4 separate regions of the Mus musculus genome follow, and regions 2, 3 and 4 are each linked to region 1. A link is a contact called in public HiChIP or PLAC-seq and promoter capture Hi-C data. All regions are on one chromosome and are shown on one strand. Each heading gives the region's core, a stretch centred on a gene start, on an enhancer-like site or on the middle of the called end of the contact. The rest is flanking DNA. Distances are from core to core; before and after follow the strand shown.

Region 1 (3,300 bases), core at 374-2,873:
AGTCCATCACACGCTTAGCACATGAAAGGTGCCCTCATCTTGTTTCCCTGGAGCCCAGACATATAAAAGGGCCTCCTCCAAAAAGAAGGAGAAGTCAAAAAGTATGTTCTTTGCTATCCGTTTTGGCAGCCCTTGACTGTTCCCATTATGTTCAAAGCTGTTACCTTTTACTTGGTAGGATAAGGGTCATGAAGTCAGTTGGTAGTGAGACAATTTGTCTCAGTACCAGCTCAGTGCTAGTGCCTTGTAGCTCATCTTAATAAACTAGATAAACCAGGCTAGTCTGTACAAACTCCATAATCACATTTTATTAAACTTCCCAAAAATGATGGATGCCATGGTAACTTGCACAGAAAGAGCATCACTTTGGGAGGTTAAACCTTAAATTAAAACCTTTTTTCCCCTCTGTAGTTTAAAGAATTGGGTGTTCTTACTTATACATATTATTCCAGCACCCAGGAGGTTGAAGCAGGAAGATCACTGTGAGTCTGAGGCCAACCTTGTCTATAGAGTGAGACCTGTCTAAAATGAGAGAGAGAGAAAGGGGGAGAGAGAGGGAGAGAGAGAGGGAGAGAGAGAGGAGAGAGAGGGAGAGGGAGAGAGAGAGAGAGAGAGAGAGAGAGAGAGAGAGAGAGAGAGAGAGAGAGAAGTGTGTGTGTGGTGTGAGAACACAAATAAGTATTATAAACAAGACCATATTAAATCAGGCTAAGCAATGGAAAATGTTAAATAGGAAATTCTTGGTTTAACACTTTTATTATCAGAAGCTAAAATAGTGTTCACAGGATGAAAAAGGATTTGGACACAATTATTCCCATTACAAGGGTGGGGTCTGTTTCTACGAGTATTTCTTCTTGAAAATAGTTGAAAGGGTATTTCCTCCATGCAGTCTGAAGCCATTCCCTTAACTTTGCCTGGCTCCTCTGGCTGCCTGTGGAAGAGGCTGCGCTGACTGACTGCATTGCCACCACAACCTACTACCATGACTAGCGCTCCATGACTCCCCGCATGACAAAGGACTGCAGCTGTCAACAGACTCACATACTGTGCTGCCTCAGAGCCTGTCACTGTGACAGCTGCTCTGTGGTCAGGCGGAATTTCTGCCGCTCCTCTGGAAAGAGGTTAGCATCCCTAACACTGCGGCACCTCTCGCTGAGCTAATGACACTTCAATCAGCATGTTCCCCTCACTTTCTGCACTTTGCCATCTGAGCACAAGTCTCTAATTACTACGCCCAGGCAACAAGTTACACATCTACCCCACCATTTACACACTCACCATACACCATCGCCCCTCCAGTCTCATGCAAGAAGCGGAATCGGTGATTTTTAAATAACCAGATTGTTAAAATGGTAAGGATGAGCAAAAAATTAAACGCGAGTAGCTCCACTGCTCCCTGGTGTTGAAAATGATCTTCATCCTTCCCTGACGTAAACCGAAGCTGCCCAGCCATTCTCCACTCGACCGACTGTGATGCTCAGAGAAATCCCTGGACAAGGGATGAGCCCTTAGATGAGGGTTGCCTAGGATAGACTGGCGCCCACAGAATTTCAGAATAAACGCTGCTACTTTGTTGCTACTTCGCAAGCAATTCAGATGGCTTAGCATTCAGACCGGCTTCTCGTTACAACTTCCTGTTTCTCTCTTAAAGCAGCCCCGTCTCTTTTCAAACTCCAGAGGGTGGTTTCATCATAAAAGATTCTGTCTTTAAATGATTCACTCTGGAAAGAGATCTTCCACACTGGTCAAATCTGCCAGCAAGATGCTGATGTCCAGACTCGTGGCCCTCCTGTTTCCAGCATGATTTCTTAGTCTGTATGCAACTGGCAAATTGTACATTGATAGTAAGACAGTTCAACCCGGCACATCAATAGTTTTCAGATTCAAAAGGGCAAGTCCAGACCCTTAACTTCACCTACTCAGGTTTCTCCCCTCCCACCACAGCCTCCCAGGGGAGGATTGACAGGTATGATTTCACAGGACTATTTCTGAAGTTGAGAGGCACAGATCCAGTGCACGATTCTCTGACTTTTTATAATTGCCGGTCAACTAAAATAATCAAAAAGAAAAGTCTAGCCCCAGTCCTTTAACGGTGCTATTTAAATTTGTTGAAGAAAAAAAGGAAGAGAGATAGAGAAGGTGGAGGATGGAGGGAAGAAGGGAGGGAGGGAGAAAAGGGAGAGGGAGGTGTTTAAGACTGGTACCTCCAGTTCTTCTGCTTCCTAGGCAAACATCAAGATTTCCTTGTCTTTACCAATCAGTCACCATGCAGCCAGGTCTGCTGTGGAGACCCCCACATCTCACCACATGGTAAAATGGACGAGTGTTAATGTCTGGCTTCTATTCTGATAGAATTAGAATTCCATTTCTGTATTGTAAGGCACCCTGAAAAAAATATGACACTAAAGGCTTTGAGACAAACACATAATAATATTATGGTCTTACAGACCTGTAACTCTAGCGTTCAGGAAGCTGAGGCAAGAGGATCGCTGTGAATTCAAGGTCTCCCTGAGCTACATAGACACTGGAAGGTAACTACCCATCGGAAAGCTAATTTCCCACTCTGGGAGAGCATCAAGCACTCCAGTGCCTCAGCCTCTTTGCTTATGCAACTCCGAGCTGGAGTTGGTTTTCTCTGTGTGCTTGGCTCAGCAGGGGGCATCTGTGTGCACAGCAGATGTTTTTACCCATGGTCCCTTTTGGCACGCATCTCTGTGATGACTAATACTGGAGTTGTCTTGAAGCCTGTCAGCTATTGCTTGCAAGCATTTGCCAGCAGCCTCACCTTCCGTATTCAAAAACCCACAGGTGAGTCGTTAGATTTACAAGATAATGCAAATTCAAAAACGAGAGAACTTCCTGGTTTTGCTGCTTTTAAGGCAGACTTGCTCTTCGATTGTCTTACCACATCTCTTTCCCTCTTCCTGTGAAGAGACCCAGGAAGTGGGTGAGAAGGAGCAGGAGATTGTTTGCCTGACTCTACAAGCTTTTCAAAAGCTTTAAGCTTGCTGTTGAAATAAGGCAGTGTAGGAAGATGAAGGAATTGTGGGTAGAGAAAGGAAGGCCTCACCTGGAAGCCTGGCCCAAGCCTGCTGCCTGGAGCATGGAGAATGGCAGCACTGTCAACAGCAGTTGGCTAGGACGATTTGGAACAAAGACAGTATTTCTCGTCCATAGAGACGCTTCACTGGGAACATTAAAATGGAAAGCTGTTTTCTTGAGGCATAAGGACACATGGCCTCTCTACCTTTCCAGTTGTAAAAGCTAGGACTCTCAAAACATCATTTACAAGCAAAAGAC
Region 2 (3,300 bases), core at 366-2,865, 890 kb before region 1:
TTCCCCAACTGTCAGGGAACCTTTCCCTAGTGGCCTGCAGCACCCTCTTCCAGCAAAGAAGGAAACAACAAAACTTGAAAACAAACCAACAATAACAACAACAACAACAGAAACTCCACGCAAACCGGTGGGCAAACCATAGCCTCCTCCGGGGGTGGAGGCTCACTTTTTACTGCAGAATTCGGTGCTGTTCAGGAACTTCCTGATGACTAGTCCCAGGCAAACCACCAGCAGCAGCATGTAGCCCACTGTGCCCGAGAAGGTGGGCGCGGCAGGGGGTGCCTGGAGGAACTGGCGCAGGCCCTCTTCCACGTAGTACACCTGGTCATAGATGCTGAGGAAAGTGAAGATGTGGAAGAGCTGATGGCTGTGGCCAATGATGTCGAAGAGACCCGGCTGGATGCGCTCAGGGATCTTGCTCACGTTGAAGAAGGCGGCCACCACCAGCCAGAAGTAGCGGCGGTAGAAGTGCACGAAGAGTGTGGGGTTCTCGCCTCGCAGGTCGAAGAGCCAGCTCTCTAGCATAATGGGGCAGGCCATGCTGAGCGGCATGACGAAGACGAAGGTGCGCAGGGCGAACGGGTAGGAGCACCAGTCGGTGCGGCTCTTACAGCAAGCCACGGTGCAGGCCACAGCCAGCACGAAGGCCACGGGCAGCACGAGCGCGCGGTAGACCGCGATGAGGCGGGTGCAGTCCACGTGCCAGCCCAGGCGCTGCTGCACATACGGCGTCATGACCCTGGCGTCCAGCAGGCTCAGGCTGGGCAGCAGGTAGTAGTAGTAGGCCACGGTGCTGCCGAAGCCATAGTAGCTGATGGAAGCGTAGTCCAGGTAGAAGAAGGCGGCGCGCAGGCGCAGCGACAGGCAGCTGAACACGTGCGCCGTGCAGCTCATGGCGAAGGTCAGCAGCACCCCCGACGCATAGCACCACAGCGGCAGCAGCCAGGGGTGGTGGAAGGGCACATCGCTGCCGCCCAGGAAGAAGAGGCGGCAGAACTTACTGAGGAACAGCAGCAGCGGGATGAAGTGCGTCCAGAAGTTGAGCGTCTCATTGGTGGGCTTCAGCACCGAGGCCAGGCACTCTTGCGCGGTGCACGGCAGCCGCCGGTAGCCGGACAGGATGAAGCACTCCACGAAGTCATCGGGCACCTCGTCCCAGCGCAGCAGCGGCTTGGTCGTGGCCGCCGGCGGGCTCCGGGGGGCGGAGGCGGAGGCGGGATGCGAGCGCCGGGAGGTCGAGGCCGGCGGTCCCTTCACGCCGGCGCCCCGCTGCTGCAGGCGCCGCGGCATGGTGCCCCGGGCTTAGCTAGGGCGCGCGCGAGGCCACCGCGGGCGCCGGGCGCCGTCGGAGCCTTTGTGCGCGCGCGCGCGCGCGGGACCGCGGCCGCAGGTTGGCTACGCGGCCTCGGCTTGGAAGCGGGCTGCTCCGGGGGCTCGGCGCACCGGGCGGGAGGCTGCTGCTGCGCGCGCGGCTTGCCGGCGGCGTCCTCGCCACGCTCGGGTCTCTCAGCCCGCGGCCGGCCGCGCTGCGGTGGCGGCGGTGGCGCGGCTGACTGCGGCGGTGGTGGCGGTGGTGGCGGCGGCGGCGGCGCGGCGGTGACTGGGCATCGTGCGCGCGGGGCGGGCGGCGGGAGGCGGGATGTGCGCGAGGCGCTGGCGGGGGAGGGCGGCGCCGCGCAGGGCGGGGGCCCCCGGGGTTAGGGTGTCTGCGCCGCGGCGGGGGGATGGAGGTGTCCCCTGTCTTGCGTCTCCTACCATCCCCCCCTTCTCGGGCTGCGACCGCTCGGGCCGCCGCGTTAATGATTGATGCGGGGCCGGAGGCTGGCCAGAGACGCGGCCGCCGGCGCCCAGGGCGAGAGGGTGGGCAAGGGTGGGCGAGGGGGTTCGAAGTGCGACAGCCACGCCGGCGTTCTAGAGGACACTGGGGACCCGAGTTCGTGGGGGGCGGGGAGCCGGGCTGGGCGGAGGGATGCTCTAACTGTAACCTGCGGAGGTGTCAGGGAGGGCACTGCGGTACCCGCTTAGAGACGGTGTCCGAATCCGAGCTTGGCGGTTGTCAGACAGCTGGTGCTGCCTGCCTCTCTGTTCTGCTGTCTGTCATCCGTGTGTGAGTGTGTGTGTGCCCCCCTCTGTGTGTGTGTGTGAGTGTTGCCCTCCTACTCAATCCACGTCAAGTCCTAGTTTATTTCCTTACTCTAGCGGACCTATTCAGGTGCGTCACTATCCTCCTCCTCTCTCTCTTTGTGGTGTCTAAAGGGACCTAAAGGGACAATTCCCAAGCTGGTCTTCAGCTCAACTCACCAACTCGGAAGCCCCAGCTTACTCCTCTGTGGCTTCTTTAACTAGGAATCCGATGAAGAGCTCAGGAGCGCTCGACAACGGATTTTCAGGAACAGTTTCAGATGATGGTTTGGGGATTCAGAACGCCTCTAAGGAGCCGGGGAATGTATTAAAAAGGGTTTCCCAAGCAGAGCTGTGCAGGAGCCTCGGGAGGAAGCAGATGAGGGAAGACTATAGGCGTCTTCTAGAACAAACCAGAAAAGAGAGTTGAGAGGGTTCCTAGAGGCTTAGCATCGATGGTTTAGAGAAACCTATGCATAATTAACCTTAGAAGTACCTGGCAGGTCTAGTATGAGTTTCTTCAGGCAAGGGGCCCGAAGAAAAGGAGACTTGAAGAGTTCAGAGGTTTGTGATGAGCAGCGGTGTGAAAAATATCATAACCTAGACTTCCAAGATGGGGGTCTCCCAGTGACGTCTCAAATGTTCACCGTGTTCCATCTTTCAGTGATACTCCGGGTGTGGCTTCATCTGACCGGAGTCTTCACCTTGGTATAACAAAGATATACATACAGTTTTGAGGTGTTAGGCACTTGATGTCTTACAGCTTTAAAATATCTTAGATACTCTTTCCCCCATTTTGCAGATAAGGAAAATGGAGGCACCATGGCCATGTTGAGTACACCCAGGTGGTGAATGTGAACACAGGCAGTCTGCTGTTAGACTTCATATATGAAACTAGAACACCCACTAACCTTCACTAGGAGGAATCGGACTGCTAGGAAGGACCATCCCACTTAGGAAAAGGCTTTCGATTGAATTTTAAATTTTTATTTTATGTTCATTTTAAAATCAAAAGGGCCACCTTCATCACTAAACAGAATCTTGTAAGGAGGTTAAAGAAGATTATTAGTATGGATAAGTTGTTTATAACTAGACTGTCATTTTGTATTGTAAATGTTTAGGATTAATCAAGTCTTTTTGGAAGTTTCAGCCTTTTCTCTGAAATAGTTTCCACTCGTT
Region 3 (3,300 bases), core at 543-3,042, 650 kb before region 1:
CCCAATGATGATTTGAATACTGTTAAATTTAATTAAAAATAAAACAACAGGTATCATTTTATTATAGATTCCAGCCCTGGGTATCCAGGGTCATGGGCCTCCTTCCTCATGACAGGACAGTTACAGACAAGGCCATCATCTGATAGGTCTAGGGGGTGAGCCATGGAACCAAGCAAGATTATGGAGCCCCAGGGTCTACTGCTGTTACATCTGCTAGGTTTTGGACTTATATGGGGGTGATACCCTTTTCTCTGTTGAATTTCCCCTTTTGGAATGAAAATGTCGAGCCTCTGCTTATCCTGTTATTGAGTTCAGGAAGTGTGTTACAGGCTCACAGCTGGAGAGAGTTTTGCTTTTGCATGAATCACACCTTGGGTCTCATCCACATCTAATTTAGATGCCATTTAGACGAGAGTCTTTGGCCTTTAGAGTTTAGAGTTGATGCTGGAATAAATTAAGGCTCTTGGAACTGTTAAGGTGGGATGAATGCACTTTACAGTGAAGAAAGACATGGATTTTGGGGGGTCAGGAGCAGAAGGCTTTAGTCTGAATGTTTGAGTTTACCAATTTCATATGTTGAAATCCTAACTTCCGTGCGATGCAGAAGGAGATGGAGGTTTGGGGAGGTGATCAGGCTATGAGGGTGGAGCCTTTGTGTGCAGAATTAGCATCCTTATAAAAGAAGCTCCCAGAGCCCTCTTTGGAGAGGGGACAGCACAGAGATGGCCACCTTCCAACCAGCAAGAGGACTTTCACCAGAACAAAATCTGCCAGTGCCTTGATGTAGATTTCCCAGTCTCCAAGGAGAATTAAGAAATGGATATTGGCTTCCAGCCAATGACATTTGTTAACAAAGCCCATGTTATGTCTCACAGCGATCCCCTCTTTGTGCTAAGCCTAGGGTCGAGCAGTTTGCACGCCCTGTCTCCTTTAATTATTGTTCTTACTTATTGGTTTTTGATACAGGGTCTCACTATGTAGCTCTTGAGGGCCTCAGACTTACAGAAATTCTCCTGTCTCTGCCTTCTGAGTGCTGGGATTAAACATGTGCTCTACCATACCAGGTCTTCACTAGTTTTTGACATTGACCAATCCCTGGGGGTGGCCTTGTTAGTTTTCCTTGTTTACTGTCAGTATTCCTGAGAGCTGGATGTTCATCTAACTTATAGCTATCCCCCAGTGTCAGAAATGGAGAGCAGCACAATGTATGGGAGCAGCAGGTACTTTTTAAAGTCAATCATCTTACCTTATCCATTCGTGATGAAAACATTCTCATCTTTATTTTACTTTGTTTGTCTGAACAAATATGTCAGAGCAAATCAGAGTTCTCCAAGCTGCAGAGTTAAGATTTGAACTTGACTCTCTGGGTTTACTAAGATGAGGAATATGTAGGTAGTTCCCTTCTGGGACGTTAGCTATAATCCATTTGTTTATCTTCTTCTTTTGATTATCAAGATTGGGGCTCAGAATTGGGCAGACGTGGGCTTAAAATGTTGAGCATGCCATTTATATATTGTTTGACCTAGAGCAGCTTGCTTACCCTCTCTGAATCTGGTTTGTTGTTGGTGTCTGTCTATGGCAATAAAATGATGATTCATCACAGGGCTATTGAGGGTTAGGGGAACACAGTGCATCCCAGTGATCAGGAAATGCCTCATTTTAGATGCCCGTTTTAGGAGATCTAGGATTCCCGTGATACAGTGAGTGCTATCAACACACACTTCCTGTCTAGACTTCTTACTGCTGCTCTATAATCAAATGCCATACCCCCTGTGGATACAACCCACAGAAACGCATTCTGGAGACAGGATGTGTGACATCAGGGTACTGGTGTAGGTGGGTTCTGCTGCGGATCTCTTCAGAGAGGCACCCGATAATTTCTTGCTTTGTCGTCATGTGGTAGAAGCAAGAGCGCCTCGGTGGTTTTTTTGAGAGGAGCAAGGATTTCACTCCAAGCTCTGCTGCTCTTGGCTTCCTCATCTCCTGGAGGACCAGTCCTAATGCCACCACCTGGGGCTCTTATGAATAGGGCGGGGCATAGACAGTCAGTCCACACACTGCTCTACCATCTAGAGGTAATTAAAGAAAGGAATGTCTGAGCTTAAGCAGTGAGGGTGGGAGAGGAGGAAAAGAGTGGATGCAAACACCAAAGACATTGATTTTTGACCTTATAGTCTTCTTGGGGTCCGTGCTTTTCAGGGAAACAGCTATGTATATATTCAAAAGAGTTCCAAGGTTCACAGTGCTCATACCTGGCCTGGAATCTGGAATCTGTAGCATTGCTGTTTGATCTCATCCTTCCCTACCCCCTCTCCCTGCTAACTTCCATAGGGTTTCTCTGTGTAATAGCCCTGGATGTCTTGAAACTTACTTTGTAGATTGGGTTGGCCTGGCCCCCAACTCACAGAGATCTGCCTACCTCTCCCTCCTGAATGCTGGTATTAAAGACATTTGCCACCATGCCTGGCTACCTTTTAGATTCTTACTGAGTGAGAATTCAGCTACTAATGGATGTCACCTCTATTTTTGACTATCATGAGTCTCTCGTAGACAATGCTGGTTTTAAAACTTGATGCTTTCCTTGGGAGCTTCTGGCACAAACCTTTTCTGGTAGACCATGTCTGGCACATGTGTGTTTTAAACACTTGAAGTGAGGTTGGTTCAGGCCATGATGGGTTTGGCTGCCGGTGCTCCCCGAATTCTGGATGTTTGGCTTGGAAAACAGAGACACACAATGGTTACTTAAAGATGGCTGAGTGTAGAAATGAGAATTTCTAGAACATATTGGGCTAAACAAACTATATTGTTAGAATTTGTCTTCTATTGATTTTTTTAAACTTTCTTTTGTCATTTTGTAAGACAGGGTTTCACTTTACTGACCTAAAACTTGCTCTGTAGACCAGGCTGGCCACAAACTCACAGAGATCCTCCTGCCTCTGCCTCCTGGGTGTGGGGATTAAAGGTGTGCACCACTCCACCTGGCTGCTTTTGACTTTCCAACTATGGCCTCTAGAAAATGCAGCTTTCCATGTCGTACTGCTTAAACTCCACTCCTATGTGGCACAGCCCTGGGACACAGATGCCTGAGGTCATCTGCTGTGACTGGAAAGCCCATTGCCTTAAAACTGGCTCAGAATTTGAGTTGGATATTATCTCTCTCTCTCTCACACAGTGACACACATACACACAGACACAGATACACATAGACACACAGACACACAAACACACACACACACACACACACACACACACACACACACACATACACACACACCCCTTAGGAAATGCAGAGCTTTGTTC
Region 4 (3,300 bases), core at 472-2,971, 540 kb after region 1:
CTAATCTTACTATAACAGGATTTACAACACTTGTTTGATATCCCCAGGAGCCCTGGCCTTTTTTGGAAGGGAGGGATGGATCTGGGAAAGGGGGATTTAATCCCAACTTTATATGCTTTGTACAGGTGTATGTCAGTGACTTCTGCCCCAGATTATAAAGATGTTAACACAGAAGGCTTTCATATTCTCCTGATGAGAACAGTAATGTCTAAATATCATGCATGAGCAATGACTACATAAGAGGTCTATGCATACGATACAACTGGGTAAGCCCTCAAAGCAAACAATCTTAAACTGGGTGACACATATCACTTCACTTTAGTATTATAAATGTGTCTATTTTCTGTGATAAAATAAATGGCAGGTTTTTAATTCAGTGTCTTTCTGTTGATTTGGGAGAAAGTGGATATGGCCTTTACACAGTCAGCATTATTGACATGCATTACTCTGGAATATTTATTAACAGTATTCAGTGAAGTGCAAAGCACTCACTAGAGAGGCCCAGGATTAGCCAAATATTAATGTCTAACTGCACAAGATTATCTTTAGCTTCAGCTTTGAACGTATCCAAGCTTATAAAGACAGCCATGTGGTTTCATTCTAAGTGTCCCTTAAGTCATCATTTTATTTTAAGTAAACCTTCCTGTTAATTGAAAATTGTAAATCTGAGCCTGCTGTGATTATGTTGAATGCTACAGGTTTAGGAAAACACCTTTGGCAAATTATTCTCATTGCAAGATCTACTACAGTCTGAATACTTTTTTTCTTTTCTTTTTATTAGGTATTTATTTCATTTACATTTCCAATGTTATCCCAAAAGTCCCCCACATTCTCCCCCACTCTGACTACTTATACCCTCTTCACATTCCTTAGTTGAAACTGCAATTGTTAGTGTGATGGTGCTGACTAGGGATAGATGGGAGGATAGGATATATGTCCTGATGAAAATAGTAAAAGACAAAAAATCTGTGTTCTCTAATATGAAAGGATATAGCAACCTGTAAACTAGGAAGATGGGTGTCAAAATTAACTTGACCATGACCAGGTTTCCTGATCTCCAGTTTCCAACCTCTAAACTTCAAAAAGGTATACTTTAAGTCACCTAGACTGTGAGAGTTCTTCACAGCATGCCAAATACACAGCTATATACTATGAGAACAAAATCCTATTTATATCAGAATGCTTTAGTCATAATGTAAAGGAACACACAGATTGAAGTGGCTTAAACCATGTGACTTTATTATCTCACAGGAAGTTCAAAGTTGACTGGTTCTGTTTCTTACCTTCAGTCCAAACAGTGTCATTCAGGACTTGGGTGTTCTCTAACGTCCCATGTCTGGATTTCAATGTTTTTCTCTTAGTCTTCAAGCATGCCTTGGAGCTACAGAATGTTTTCTAGGTCATAGGGAGCCTCCTACATATACAGTCAGAAGGAAGAGTTTTTCTAGGGATGAAATATTGTTTTCCTGAAACTCAGATTGCAGCAATTCCCACTGAGCTAGCGATACTTGATTATAAGCTATGTCTAGATTGTAGTTGAGAGGCCCTGGGCAGTAAGACAGTAATATTTTCAACAGTAGGTAGTCAGCAGAGAAAATTAGGAGGCAACCTACACATGTTTAAAGTGTCAGTCTGTCCTGGCACTTGCCTAGTCTGCAGAGAGGTAGAAATACTGGCCCTAGCTATTGGCCAAACCAAGCAGGACATTAGCATCCAAATAAAATGAAGACTGATAAATTTGCCTTTGTGTAGGTGTGGTGGTTTGAATGAGAATGGCCCCATAGGCTCAAGGTCTGTCACCAAAGAGTATAACTGTTTGAAAGGATTAAGAAGTGTAACCTTATTGGAGGAAGTGTGTCACCAGGACTGGGCTTTGAGGTTTTAATTGCCCATATATGATCTAGTTTCACTCTTTCTCCCTGAGGGTTAGGGTGTAACTCTACTATACCTCCAAAAACCATGCCTGCCATATCTTTTGCTATGCTGGCCACCAAGATGATAAGAAAACAAAGCTCTAAAATTGTAAGCAAGCCCCTAATTAAATGCTTTTAAGAGCTGCTGTGGTCATGGTGTCTTTTTTAAAGCACTAGAAAATCACTAAGAGGATAGGATATAAAGAAAGTTTTGATTTAAACACTTCAATTTTTTTAAAGAGTCTTTTATTTATTTTTTCTTTCTGTAATGTGGGATTCTACCAGGCAGTAGTCTATATGCTAAAGGAACATTTCTAGCTTGTTCTCCATAAAGACAACATTGTGGATTATAATAAAACCATCTCTTGCATATGTGAGCTCACATAGCATTCATTTCTTACTGCAGTTTTGTGACTTGCTTTTGCCAAAGTGTGCTTTCCAAATGAACTCTAGGCTATTGTTTCACAATGGAACGTCACCTTGCTTAAGGAATGGAAACACTCCTAACTCAAGGCAATGTACACGTAATTATGTTATTTGGAGTGTTTGCATTCCTGGGGCTTCTTATCCTTGTAGCTACTTGGTTTTGAAGCCTGCAAAGAAATATGTAAGTAAACACATACATACAATAAACCAAAATCAAACTCTACCAAAGGATAGGACAGAGCCTATTTAAACTTACCAAAACAAATATACTAGGTCATTTTTTATCTTATTTTGTCTTTACTTATTGATGAACATTGTTGAACCACTCATGTTGCATGTTTTAATTCAACTTAATTAGCACTTATAAAATCGCTAAATATACAGACAATCATACTAAGTTTTGTTGGGATTCAAATTAAATGTATTATCTGTTAATTAGAAATATAAGGTACCATCTGATGGGTTGAATATTAGGAGGGACACAGGCAAAGAGTATCAACAGTATACCCAGTGCCTCTGAATGTGAGATTGTGATAAGAAACAATGGGAAACGGGAGTTAAAAATGTTAGACAGTAAATGGAGTTGACAAGGGCATTGAAGGTGGACCTGGGGTAGATTGAAAGCAGCACAAAAGGGATGAAGGTGATACACAGCTATGGAGTATTCCTGGCCAGGACCAAGGCCAGAGTCAAAGCCTCATCACTGTTAGGTAGTTCAGATCTTAATGAGGACCCTTGACCATTCTAAGTGCAGCAGGTGAATAGATTTCTTCAAGCCTTACACAGAGCTAGAGAATGCTTCCCCCAGATCATAACTCTTACCCATGGTCGCACCATGTGGATAGAAAGGAAATCAAGACAAGGACAAAGAGATTGAGAGGAAAATGTGGACACAGAAAGGGAAAATTCACCTCACACTAAATATACTTGAAGCAGATGCTCCCCAACTAAGGACTGTATC

The links. Promoter capture Hi-C pulls out the DNA fragments that hold promoters and counts their contacts. HiChIP or PLAC-seq counts read pairs in DNA pulled down with a chosen protein or histone mark.
Region 2: a promoter capture Hi-C map of embryonic stem cells shows a contact between it and region 1, with 2.8 times the contacts expected there. The contact joins the promoter of Paqr9 here to the promoter of Slc9a9 in region 1. A contact is called at or near these places in 1 of 39 promoter capture datasets (embryonic stem cells) and 1 of 9 other capture datasets (embryonic stem cells).
Region 3: a contact with region 1 is called in an H3K27ac HiChIP or PLAC-seq map of regulatory T cell precursor, with 5 times the contacts expected there. The contact joins the enhancer-like site here to the promoter of Slc9a9 in region 1. A contact is called at or near these places in 1 of 39 promoter capture datasets (stem cell-derived epiblast-like cells), 3 of 115 datasets of contacts at active chromatin or transcription factors (CD8 T cells, memory CD8 T cells and regulatory T cell precursor) and 2 of 9 other capture datasets (adipose tissue and liver).
Region 4: a contact with region 1 is called in a promoter capture Hi-C map of stem cell-derived epiblast-like cells, with 4 times the contacts expected there. The contact joins the enhancer-like site here to the promoter of Slc9a9 in region 1. A contact is called at or near these places in 7 of 39 promoter capture datasets (3T3-L1-derived adipocytes, cranial neural crest, liver and 3 more) and 2 of 9 other capture datasets (adipose tissue and liver).

What each region holds. Positions count from the first base shown.
Region 1 is chr9:94,668,215-94,671,514 of GRCm38.p6, reverse strand. It overlaps Slc9a9 (solute carrier family 9 (sodium/hydrogen exchanger), member 9), which reads right to left and starts at 1,623. Exons shown (of 16, transcript NM_177909.5): 1 at 1,279-1,623. The coding sequence starts at 1,453.
Region 2 is chr9:95,557,949-95,561,248 of GRCm38.p6, reverse strand. Paqr9 (progestin and adipoQ receptor family member IX) reads right to left here and starts at 1,615. Exons shown (of 1, transcript NM_198414.3): 1 at 1-1,615. The coding sequence starts at 1,290. The coding sequence ends at 163.
Region 3 is chr9:95,315,438-95,318,737 of GRCm38.p6, reverse strand. No RefSeq gene overlaps it. Among named protein-coding and RNA genes, the nearest start is that of Gm32018, 6.5 kb to the right of the region's middle. Within about 2 kb of position 1,792, at least 32 of the 459 cell types and tissues checked have an H3K27ac peak or open chromatin away from gene starts, as enhancers often do. A contact at or near this core is called in CD8 T cells, memory CD8 T cells and regulatory T cell precursor, where this site is marked.
Region 4 is chr9:94,133,027-94,136,326 of GRCm38.p6, reverse strand. The region is part of intron 2 of Gm31847 (a long non-coding RNA gene); the gene reads left to right. Among named protein-coding and RNA genes, the nearest start is that of Gm39403, 26 kb to the right of the region's middle. Within about 2 kb of position 1,721, at least 2 of the 459 cell types and tissues checked have an H3K27ac peak or open chromatin away from gene starts, as enhancers often do. A contact at or near this core is called in stem cell-derived epiblast-like cells, where this site is marked.